2 separate regions of the Sus scrofa genome follow, and region 1 is linked to region 2. The links are chromatin contacts, called in public HiChIP or PLAC-seq maps. All regions are on one chromosome and are shown on one strand. Each heading gives the region's core, a stretch centred on a gene start, on an enhancer-like site or on the middle of the called end of the contact. The rest is flanking DNA. Distances are from core to core; before and after follow the strand shown.

Region 1 (5,987 bases), core at 864-3,363, 470 kb after region 2:
CCCAAACCATCAACCAAAGCAGAAAGTTTCTAAAGTAGTCTTAAAAGAGCTTAGGTTTACCTACTTTGCTTCCTCTCGTACTTAATTTAACAAACTTACTTATGAATTTCCTATAGCAGTTAGGTTGAGCAGTTTCATCTCTACTAGTTACAGGAACAGTGATATCTATCAATACACTCTTTAAACACACACACACACAATTCTGTGACAAAGACTTTCTAGTAGGTCCAGAAGCAACCTCTTTAAGTAGAATTTTGTCTCCATGGAAAAATTCAACACTCAGGAGCCTTCTCTGTGAATTTCAAAGGGTGTCTACATCCATGTATTCCACCGCATCGGTGAATTTCTAGTCCTTGGCAGACTGCTTGCCAGTGGTGTATGTTTACAATGCTTTCCACTGGATCTGCATAAGAAGTGAATCAGGCACCATTTGGCCATTTGTATGAAGGGTGAGGTAGACAAAAATATTATTAATATATTCATCCTAGTTATACTGATGAACCTATGATATGAGCAGACCTATCAGGCACATTCTGCACATCTGTATGCAAACTGATGAAATTATAAAGACAATAATGAACACTTTGTCGCTTTACCTCTGCCTGCAATTTTACAAGTCACTAAAAAAAAATATTTTCTACCTCAGTATAAATCAAACTTACATTAAGAAAGCCTAACTACTATTTTAAGGTTAAAGCCCCTTGTCATATACCTCTACAATGTGACATTTTTTAGAATTTAGATTTTAGAATTCAGAATTTTAGAATTTTTTTAGAATGCTAGTTGATATTATCAAAGCAACAATTCCAGATCAGAACCTTAACTACTATATTCCAGCATCATTCCTCTGGAAACTAGCTTCATCTGTGTAATATCTGCATTATTAAAGGACATTAAGTTAAAGCAAAAACGCAGTCTGAAAAACAAGGGAGAATACTAAAGGCAGAACAACTGGCTCCACTTCTGCAAATTAAGCAAAATTAGGCAAATGAAAGGAAGCAAGCAAAGGGAAGGAACTCGAAAGCTATTTGCAGCAGTGGTTCCCTGAAAGTTCTAGGAGCTTCCCCTTGAGCTTGAAGAGATAAGGGAGGACAAAGCAGAAAAGGTACCTCTCCCTTTGGGCGGAAGCCCAAATACTCTTCAGAACTTACAGCATTCATTGAATTCAGTGTAAGATGTCTGGCAGAAGGGAGTGGCGCTTGCTTTCCTCACTCTAGAGCCTTAAGAACTGCACCAGAGTTCTCAAAAACCCTTATCTCGCAGAAGCTGCTCGGAGCATCCTCCCCACGCACACACCTGCAGGACCGGGCAGCTCCTCCCTCTCCCATCCTCAGGGCTGGACCAAGGTCCAGTGGCCAGAGCACCGTTAGTCCAAGGGCCGCCCTGGCCCGGGCAGGCGCCACTCGGCCCCGGCAAGGCCAGACAACACGCCGCTGTCCGGGCTCCGCTACCGCGAGCCGCGCAGCGGCGGCGAGACGCCGATGGACACCGGCACCACCAGGATGCATATTATAATAAAAACTTGGGAGAGCGCTCTACACTCGCGCCGACGTGGAGGCACAGCCCTCGAAGCGGGCTCGGGTCGGCCGGCCCGTCCCGCCCCTCCTCTCGACCAAGAGACAGAGGTTCGTACCTGTCCTCTGAGACGCTGATGACGCCCTCCTCCTTGGGCACGATCACGGCCATATTCACCACCTCCTGGGACCCCTCGACCCGCTGCAGCAGGATCGGCTTGCGGGTCAGCGGCTTGGGCTGAATCTCTGCCGCCATCGGAGGAGGGGGCGCGCCGTGGGCGCCGCCGCCAACCGCGCCGCGGGACTGGGCTGAAGAGAACGCTCGGGTACGGACACAGGGTGAGACACCGACTCTGGGTAGCCGGAGCGGGACGCCGGGGACCCACGATCATAGCCTGGCCGCCGCTCCCGGGAACGACTCCGCGCTCCCGGCTTCGGGCACCGAAACCGCCACGACCGGCGCTGCAACCCGGCGCCACCACTGGCGGAGGGGGCGGAGATTTGGGGGGCGGGCCTTAGGGGCGGGGCCTGCTCAGGAGGTGGCCGCTGGTGGGCGCGAGGGCGGCTACACTTCCGGAAGGGTGGTGGTGGAGGAGGAGGAGAAACTGAAAAGGGAGGCGGGGCGCTAGCGGCCCAGTGCGCGTGCGTCAACCCACCAGCCCATTTCCGCTCCTCCCCTCCGCCCTTCTCGAAGCCTTGCGGCACCGCCTCCAGGACGCATGCGCTTTCCGTGCTCTGCGGCCTCCTCGCCACCTTCCACACCCACACCCAGTCCCCTCCCTCTTTAATCTCCCGTGAACGCGCTTGCCAGTGGGTCCGCCCACTTCGAAATCCCTGAAAAGGGGGCGGGGGTGGGGCGGGGAAAAGCGCGCCTGGGCGAGGCCGGAAAGAGAAGAAGCCTGCAGGAAGGAAAGGAGCTGAGCTGGTTGGGACGTAACTAGGCATGCGTACGAGTTACCTCTCCTGCGCGGCCTTAACGAAGCGGGGTTTACAGCTCTCGGTATGCCCCAGCCCAGGGCCACAGAGTTGGATTCCTGGGCGTTGTAGTGGTTACGAGCCTTTTCTTCCTTGTTCTGGAATCGCCCACTTGTCACTGCTCCTGGCCTGGGGAGCCCAGCTGGCTCCCTGGCTATTGACCAAGTCACGGCCAGGACTGGCCTCTAAGACAAGGAACTGAAGGGCAGCCTTCAGCGGGGCAGATGATCGCTACGCCCCTACCACTGCCCCCGATAGTGGAGCGCCGGAAGTGGGGAAAGAAGAAAATCTCACACTGAGGGAGCTTAGAGATGATCTGTAGTGGCAACCTCAACGTTTTCTTAGATGACGAAGTTACTAGTCCAGGTTTACCATAGCTTCATGGTAGGGCTATAGCACCCCCAAACATGAACTCAGGCCCGCCCAATGCTGGTTCTGACTTCCTCCCGTTGCTCGGTAATCCAGCCTTTCTTGCTTGCTCCAGAGACAATGGGTGGGGTTACTGTGGTTATTGAATGAATGTTAGGTGCCTGGCAGAGGGCCTGGCATATGGGGTCCTTGACTGTGTGATAATCCCACTCGCCCTCCCAGAGTTAACAACCAGCTGAGGAGCAGTCATAGTCTGTGTGGTGTGATTGGGCTGGCAAAGGCAGTGGAGGTGAGGAAAATAATATGCCAGAGCTGGACAAAGAATGAGACAGGCCTTGCAGAAATGCATTTTATTAGGCAGGTTTTTGGCAGCCAAGGGGGTAGACTGCAAAGGGCCTGTCTCAAAGCACAGAGCACAGTTCTTTACCACTTCCTGTCTCCATAGACATTCTGTAAGGCCCTTGAAAGGGAGATTGAGGTATTTTCCAGCTTTGCAACCTAGAACAAGGTATTCCATTTCTCTGAGCCTCCAGCTCCCTGTCCAGTAAGTGGAGTATAATAACACGAATAACAGATTTGAAGTGCCTTCATACATAATAGCTGCCAGGAATTAGGACATGGACATATTTGGGGGGACATTCTTCAGCCTCCCACAGTGGTTTTAAATACCATCCATATGCTCCTGACTCCCATATTATCTCTCCCCTGACCATATTTCCAAACACCAGACTCATATATCTCATACTACTCCGCTTTGTCACGTAAGCATGAATAGGTGTTCCAGACATTCCCAAACAGTATCTTTAAATCTACTGCATCATTCACCCAGTTGTTCAAACCTAAGTTCCTGGGAGTCATCCCTGATTCTTCTCTTTTCTTCACAATTCCTGTCCAAACCATTAACCAGTCCTATCAGCTCCACCTCCAAAGTATGTTTTGAACTTTCCCACTTATATCATCAGCCCCAGTTCAAGTCGTCATAATCTCTGGCCTCTACTACCACGGTAGCCTAAGTGCTTTCTCTGTTTCTTCTCTTGAACCCGTATACAATCCGTTTTTATCACAGCAGCCGGAGGGATTTTGTTTTAACAATAAAAACCAGATCAGTTGCTCTCTGCTTAAAATGCATCCATGGCGTACCATTGCACTTGGGATAAAATGCCTCTCCAACCTCATCTCTTCTGTTCAGTGCTTTCCAAGCCCTGGCTTGGAATTCCCCAGAAATAACAACCTCCTTCCTGCTGGTGGCCTTTGCACCAACTGTGTTCACCTCTTGCCAACTTTATTCTCTCCACTCAGGCTTCAGCTCCAGTGTTAGCTCCTTAAAGAGTCTTACCCTCCCAACTGTACCCCGCCTCTTTGTAACACTCACTGCCATGTTAACCGGATCTATTTTCTTCATAGTACTTACTTCTACCCAAAATTATATGTGTTTCTCATTTATTTCTTTTTCTTCCTTTTCTAGAAGAGAAACACTTGGAGAGGAGAGATGTATGCCTGTTCATCATTGTATTCCTATCCCCTAGAATAGCACCTGGCACTTTAGGAGGCATGCTGTTAAGTATTTGTTAAGTGAATGAATAGAAAGAGAGGTAGTTTGGGATTTGTTTAACTCTTATTCCATTAGAGTATAATGGAAAGACTGGTATCTGGAATTTGCCCTAATTCCTGGGATGGGCGATCCTTGGGAGAAGACAGGGGCAGATGATAATTAGCAGCCAGATGAGAATAGCTGTATGGTAAAGGCACCAAGTGATTCACTGGCACCCAACAGAAAGGCCTAGCACAGGATAAATGAGGTGTCCTAATTGACAGGTGAGAGGAAGGTAGTAGTTACATGCAGGAGTTCCTAAACTGTTTAGGTTGCAGACCTTGTTAAAAATCAAATGAACAGTATGGATCAGCTGGGGGGGGCATAGGTCTACATACAAACAACTTTATATGCAATTTCAGAAACCCAGGTTAAGAACTGCTGATGACTCTCAGGAAATTTAAGCTGCTCAGCCCACTTCCCCACCCACAGGAGAGTAATAGAGAGTAAGACAGAAAGGAGTAGACTGTTAGAAAAATGATTCTCAAACTCCTTTGCTCATGTTCCACCTTAAAGAATTTCAAAGAATTTCAGTATATAAGTTTAAATATCCCATAAAGTCTGAATTCTAGCATCTTGCAAATATTAACATTTATCATAAACAGTTTATGCTTGAGGCTCTTTTATTGATGCCCCTGCAACACTATCTGAAACAAATATATAAATAAGTATATATATATAATTTGTGTATATATATTTTTATATATATGCAAATTTAAATTCTATAATAAGTGTAATATACTAAGGCCACAAAGTTCTAATTTGTAAGTTTCTTCTACATTAACTGATCCTTACAATTGTTAATACACAAGAGATCAAAACAAAATAAGTGTTTGAGAAATGTACATTGTTAAACATAAAAAGTAAATTTTTAAATAGAAATGTTTAATGAAAATTATTCTTAGAGGAGTTCCCTAGTGCCTCAGGGGCTTAAGGATTCAGCATCATCACTGCTGTGGCTCTGGTTACGGCTGTGGTGCAGTCCAACCCCTGGCCCAGAAACTTCTCATGCCGTGGGCAAGGCCAAAAAATTATTATTAGAGATGAGCAAGACTAGGTTTTTACATGCCCCTGTATCCCAGGATAAATAATGACATATTGCTAAAATTAAGCGGGATTTAGGATTCAGTCTATTCCTCTATTTTGTCTTGTAAAGTTTAAGGCTAAGAAATAGGTATAAAGAGTATAAATGTATGTGTTGTTCTCTGCCCCAATTTCCAACACAGAACTCTGAAGACCCTTGTAATTTCCTAAATGATGAGCGCACCGGAGTTCTTGTTCTAATGAGGCAACTGTGGGTGGGCTCCTGGATGGCTCCCGGATAAGGGCTGGTTACCAGAAAGATCAAGCTATGAGTAAAAGCTTGGAATTTCCTTGGGAGTCCTGCTGTGGCTCAGCGGGTAGCAAACCCCACTAGTATCCATGAAGATACGGGTTCGATTAGAACTCAGAGGGTTAAGGATCCGACGTTGTTGTGAGCTGTGGTGTAAGTCGGCAATTCAGATCCTGCGTTGCCGTGGCTCTGGTGTAGGCCGGCA
Region 2 (5,968 bases), core at 1,947-4,446:
ATCGAACCTGCAACCTCATGGTTCCTAGTCGGATTCGTTAACCACTGAGCCACGACGGGAACTCTGAGATTCTTTTATGAAAGAATAAAACATGACTCCTTCCCTGAAAGTTTATCAGTTGAGAGCCCAGCACACAAGCAGATAATCTGAGAGCTGTTTATCATGTGTTCTGATCGAGTTCTGTGCCGACTGTAAGTCTCCAGGCGAGGTGGCTGCAAAAGAGGAAGACGTGAGGGAAGGTTGGTGATCATGACCTTGGTTCCAGCAGTTATCCGTCCTGGTTTTTGTTTCCAGTCCAGCGATGAAGTTTTTGTCACTTCAGGAAAGTCACTATTTAAAAAAATGTCTCATAGCTCTATTGTGAAAGGATCTTTATAAAGATTTAACCCAGGAGTTCCCACCATCAGTGGTTAACCATCCCAACTAGTATCGATGAGGACTTGGGTTCGATCCCTGGCTTTGCTCAGTGGGTTAAGGATCTGGCGTGGCTGAGAGCTGTGGTGTAGGTGACAGAACGACTTGGATCCTGCGTGGCTGTGGCTGTGACTGGCAGCTACAGCTCTGATTCATCTCCTAGCCTGGGAACCTCCATATGCCTCAGGTGGGGCCTTAAAAAAAAAAAATACACTAAAAAAAAAAAAAAAAAAAAGATTTAACTCACATTTTAATGTTAGGTTCTCATTTGGTAAGCAAAAATCTGAAAGCAATTACCATCTGGAAAATTTTTTAAAGGTATGCATGTGGAATTAATTCCCTAATTCGGGGGGCCACGCTCATGGCATGCAGAAGCTCCCAGGCCAGGGATCAAACCTGCACCATAGCAGAGATGACCCTGGATTCTTAACCCACTGTACCACAAGGGAACTCCCAAAGACAACTTTCAATGCTTTAGTATAGATTCTTATATTTGAAGGTTTCAATTGTAGTTTTCTAAATTTTTTTCTTTTGAAGAAAGTGCTATTTAAAAAACGAATACACATACTGATTGACATTTCCTGGGTCTGTTTCATGCCAGAAATCAGGCTTGGGGGAGCACTGTAGAAAAATATGGAACATGGAATTGCCTTCAATTTGCCCACAAGCATTGGAGGAATTTGGTCCAGCATGCATGAAATAAGTAAATACTGCTCAACGTGGCATAATTTCTGTCAATATTCCTCTGAAGGTGGAGAGGGGTTCTTTAAAGGCCCCCTGTCTGAGGAGACAGAAGCATCAGACGATGTTGATGGAGGTCACGATTCTGTCATCTTGGATCCAGAGAGACTTGAACCTGGGCTGGATGAGGAGGACACGTATGTGTGATATACCCATAGCTGCCGTGCACGCACATATTTAAATTGTACCTTATTTGTTTCTGGTTTAGGAGAAGCTGGTTATATTACTTTATATCATACACGAATATTTATACCTTGATCTTTTGTCTGGCATGGGTGATATGTTATTATAGAATTCTTGGCTGAGCTGTGTGTTTGTAATTGTTCAGCCTGAAATTTTTTTTTTTTTTTTCTTTTTAGGGCTGCACATGCAGCATATGAAAGTTTAGGCTAAAGTTTGAATCGGAGTTATAGTTGCTGGTCTACACTATAGCCACAGCCACAGCAACACCAGATCCAAGCCACATCCACGACCTGTTCTGCAGCTTGTGGCAATGCCGGGTCCTTAACTCACTGAGTGAGGCCAAGGATCAAACCTGCATCCTCATGGATGCTAGTCGGGTTCTTAACCCACTGAGCTGCAATGGAAACTCTTTTTTTTTTTTTAATACATTGGATTTTATATTGAAAAAGTTACAGAGACAATGAAAGGAAGTGATCTTTTGGAAGGCTAACCAATTTTTTCTCTATACAGTTGCCTTAGGGAGGTCATTTTTCAAAAATATAAGTATTGTTGTGGTGGTGTTCTGCTGTGAACCCACTGACAAATATTTACGGTGCTCCTTCAATGGAAGCTTAATATCTAAATTGTTTTTGCAGGGACTTTGAGGAAGACGACAGTCCGGACTGGGTATCGGCGCTGAAACAGCGAGCTGGCTGGCAAGGAGCGTGTGATGGATAACGCCCAGTGGAGTGTTCCTTAGTCACAGTGAGGGCATGTTTAACATGAGGAATTGATGGTTGGATAATAATTAGCTCATGGGATGTATATTTTCCTTTGGAAACAGGATGAAGAGGGAAACTGAATATTTAAAATTGTTTTGGTTAGTATGATAAGGTATAAAAAAAAAATCTAGAACTCCTATGAGTGTTTGAATTCAAAAGAGAAGGCATGAGCGGAATGGATCTGGGGTTTGGCCTTTGCAGTCAGAAATAGAAATTGAATGTGACCACTTACTGCTTGTCTGATGGTGGGAACTTATTTAACCTCTTTGAGCCTGAAATTCCTCAACCACAAAACGAGGCTAAGAATGCCTGCCTCATAGGGTTGCTGGCCTTGGTCCATTACAGCCGCCCGTAATGTTGTTATTTGCGTTGTTATGCTTTGTGCTTATTACTTTGTAGCTCTTTTTACATCTACTAGAGTTTTGAGCATCTAAATATATTAATTATAACGTAATAATGTGTGTGGTTTTTCAATAAGACCCATTTCTGGGTGACGATCCATGATGTTCAGCAGCTGCCAGCTGTCCTTAAATACAAAGGGATGTACAAAAGAGCCCGATTGGAGGCTCAGCCATGGGAAGAGTGGCACGAGCTACAGATCTTACCAGCAATTGGCGGTCCTGTAGACAAAAACGGAGAGGGACCAAAGGTGGGGAGTTCCTTCAGGAAGTAGCCGACACTGGTGTGGAACTAATGGGGGGGCAGGATCCCAACATGGATGGGTCACCGTGCCACACAAGTGCTGGGGCCTGTCCTTTAATGCCATGCTGCTTTAGTGACAGGAGAATGTTTTACTAAAGAAACAGGCTCTTCCCAGGGGATCCCCCAGGAGCAAGGGTGGGAGCAGCATAAGCCTGGCCTGGTATAGGGAACAGTGCTCTAGGAAGCAAGAGGGGGAAATAGTTGTAAAACCACAGTAGGATCATGAATAAGCATCTGCTGAAATGTGGAGTACATACTTTTTTTTTGCTTTTTAGGGCCACACCTGTGGCATATGGAAGACGGTCCCAGGCTAGGGGCTGAATCGGAGCTGCACCTGCCGGTCTCCGCCACAGCCACAGCAATGTCAGATCCGAGCTACGCCTGTAACTTACACTGCAGCTCTCAGCAATGCCGGATCCTTAACCCCTTAGCAAGGCCAGGGATCAAAACCACATCCTCATGGATACCAGTTGGGTTTGTAATCCGCTGAGCCACACTGAGAATTCCCCTTACCTCTTTTAAAGAGTTAAACAGGTTTTTTTTAAAATCTTAATGTACAAAAACTACACTGTAGCCCTCACCCACCCCACCCCTGTTTATACTCAGACGGTTAGTCATCCTTAGTCCCTTTGGGTTTCTGACAGTCTCTCCATCTTCCCTTATTTGTCAGGACCCTGACATTTTTGAGGAGTACTGGTTAGGTGTTTGTAAGACTGTCCCTTAAGGGGGCTTGTCTGATGCTTTTCTCATGATGGGACTGCTTGTGCGTGTTTGCGGGAAGAGCACACCCTGTCGGGGAGTGCGCCGGCTCCACGTGATGTTCCTGCGGTCGTTGACCATGATCCCTTGGCTAAAGCAGCGTCTGCCAGAGTTCCACTGTTAAGTTGCTAGTTTTCCATTTCCATGTTCTGGTCAGTCACAGTGAGTCACTAAATCTAGCCGATGCTCAGGTGGAGAGGAATTTAGTTCTACCTCTTGAGGGGGATTATCTGATAATACTAAGTCATTTGTTTTGTTGCTTGACTTGTTCCAGCTTTGGCCATGAGGAGTTGTTTTAGGCCGGCTCCTATATCCCTTTGACATGCTTTCATCTTTTTGTGTTTTGAGCCCCTCTTTTCTTTCGGGCACTGCAAGAAGAAGGTCCAGCCTCAGGATCAGCCGTTTCTCAAAGGAGCCCTGGTTCCTTTAATCAGTTTAGAAACCAGGATCTAGGTGCTGCGTGTGATGGTCGTTACTGGGATGTCACTGCTTCGAGGTCCTCTCAGCAGACAGCGAGGAAATATCTGTATGTATTCCGTCCTGTGTGTCTATATATTTATAGGCAACCTCTGCATCTCTCCCTCTGCATGCGTCTTAAGCTAAGTATGGGTTCGTTCATATTGATGTCTTGGGCTCTGTCCAGTACCTCGGGGTTCATTCCAAACCGCCCCCTCCACACACACAACCTCTTGCTTTTCTGTAGCTTCTCTCTTTTCTGTTTTCTGTTTTCCTTTTTTATGGCCAAACCTGCGGCATATGGAAGTTCCCATGCTAGGGTTTGAATCAGAGCTGCAACTGCAGGCCTGTGCCACAGCCACAGCCACACCAGATCCAAGCCGCATCTGTGAACTGTGCTTTGATCTCAAAGGGGTGGAATAGCATTTCTAAAAGACTACATTCTGGGTTATAATCCTTAGGTTAGCTCAAATAAAATTTTCCATTTCTTTCTCAGATTGATTCTTGATTAATTTTTCATGGACAGAATCAATGTTGAACTTCATCTATTCTAGCAAAAAGTTAGCATTCATCTGTGGATACGAATTGAGCTAATTTCTAGGAGGAAGAGGAAAACCCATTCAGGTCTTTAAAAGATGAATTTCCAATACAGTTTTACTTTTTATATTAATAAATATCAACTTGTGGTTTATTTTGATCAATTGTGTACTACTAGTAATTTTAATGAATTTTTAAAAGCCTATTATTAGGAAATAGACATTAACTTCCATTTATACGATAGGCGATCGATAAGATTTTGAGTCCTGGAAAACGTTATGAATGGAAATATGAGTTCAATGAGAGAGAGGAATAATAATGTAAACTTTCTGATTCTTAAAGAAGAGCACTTTTTAAAAAAAATAGATGATGGTGGGTTTCAAATTGCTGTAGCATTTAGATTCCGTTGAATATGTTTTACTTGTGTCAGTATTTATAATTGCTGGAAATTACATCCTTTCAACTACTTAAACATGTAATGAAACGTTTCAGACAGCAGCTCAGTGTGCAATGGGAATGAGACATGGGTGGGGGCGTGTCGGGGAGATGGTGAGAGCGTGTTTGCTTGCAGACCACTGGGCACAGCCAGTTTCCTAAGAGGTCCCCATAGGATGTCCCCCGCTGTGGCCAAAACAATAGGGCTCTGTTCCAGTCTCTTGAAAGTATTTGAGACCTTGCAGGAGAAACTGGTCCTGTCTCATTTGTAAAACTGGGAAACTGCTACCTTGCTCAGTAGTTGCAAAGAATAGTGATAATGTATGCAAAGCATCTAGTTCACCTTAAACAAGAAAGAGAAGCGATAAGGCTTGTTGAGTATTAGCAGAAGGGTTCCGAGGTATCGCGGCTAGGTCTCCAAACTCCCCGTCCCCCAACCTTCTTCCGGGTGGACCGGCCCTGTGCCCCGCCCGCTGTCCCTCGCGCGGCTCCGCCCCCGGCCGCTCTGAGGCGCGGCGGCCAAGGGAGCCCGGATCCACCCGGGAAGCTTCTCTTGCCCGGCGGAGCAGGTATGCTGCGTTATTCAGAACCCCGATTGCCCCCAGGGCTCTGGGAGCCAGGGGCCGGGGAGGGGGAAGGGTGAGCCCCCTCGGGAGAAGGAGCGGGCTGCTGGGGAGCGGTCTCAGGTCCCGGGCCGCGTCAGTCTCCATGGCAACGCGCAGCGCACCCGGCGCATGGCCTGTGCGCGAGTTCTGCTGCCCTCCCGCCGGCAGCCTCCCGGAGTGTTCCTAAGGGAGAAGGATTTTTCCCAAAGTCTGGGAGCTTCCATTCGCTGGTCCCTCCTGAGCGGGAGCTTCGCTCTGTTCCCGCGATGGGGCCCTAGCGTTCCGATTCCGCAACCGCCTGCCTCAAAACCCAGTCCTCCGGTGTCCCCAGTCTTCCCAGGCTGCAGAGCTGGTTCCCAGCCCCATGTAACCTAA

What was found. HiChIP or PLAC-seq counts read pairs in DNA pulled down with a chosen protein or histone mark.
Region 1: an H3K27ac HiChIP or PLAC-seq map of skeletal muscle shows a contact between it and region 2, with 2.6 times the contacts expected there. The contact joins the promoter of WDFY2 here to the promoter of NEK5 in region 2. A contact is called at or near these places in 1 of 47 Hi-C or Micro-C datasets (embryonic fibroblasts) and 1 of 2 datasets of contacts at active chromatin or transcription factors (skeletal muscle).

The regions. Positions count from the first base shown.
Region 1 is chr11:16,270,400-16,276,386 of Sscrofa11.1, forward strand. It overlaps WDFY2 (WD repeat and FYVE domain-containing protein 2), which reads right to left and starts at 2,114. Exons shown (of 12, transcript XM_021065301.1): 1 at 1,634-2,114. The coding sequence starts at 1,770.
Region 2 is chr11:15,795,872-15,801,839 of Sscrofa11.1, forward strand. It overlaps NEK5 (serine/threonine-protein kinase Nek5), which reads left to right and starts at 3,197. Exons shown (of 23, transcript XM_005668386.3): 1 at 3,197-5,557. It overlaps NEK3 (serine/threonine-protein kinase Nek3), which reads left to right. Exons shown (of 16, transcript XM_013980480.2): 15 at 1,166-1,292; 16 at 1,974-2,553. The coding sequence ends at 2,055.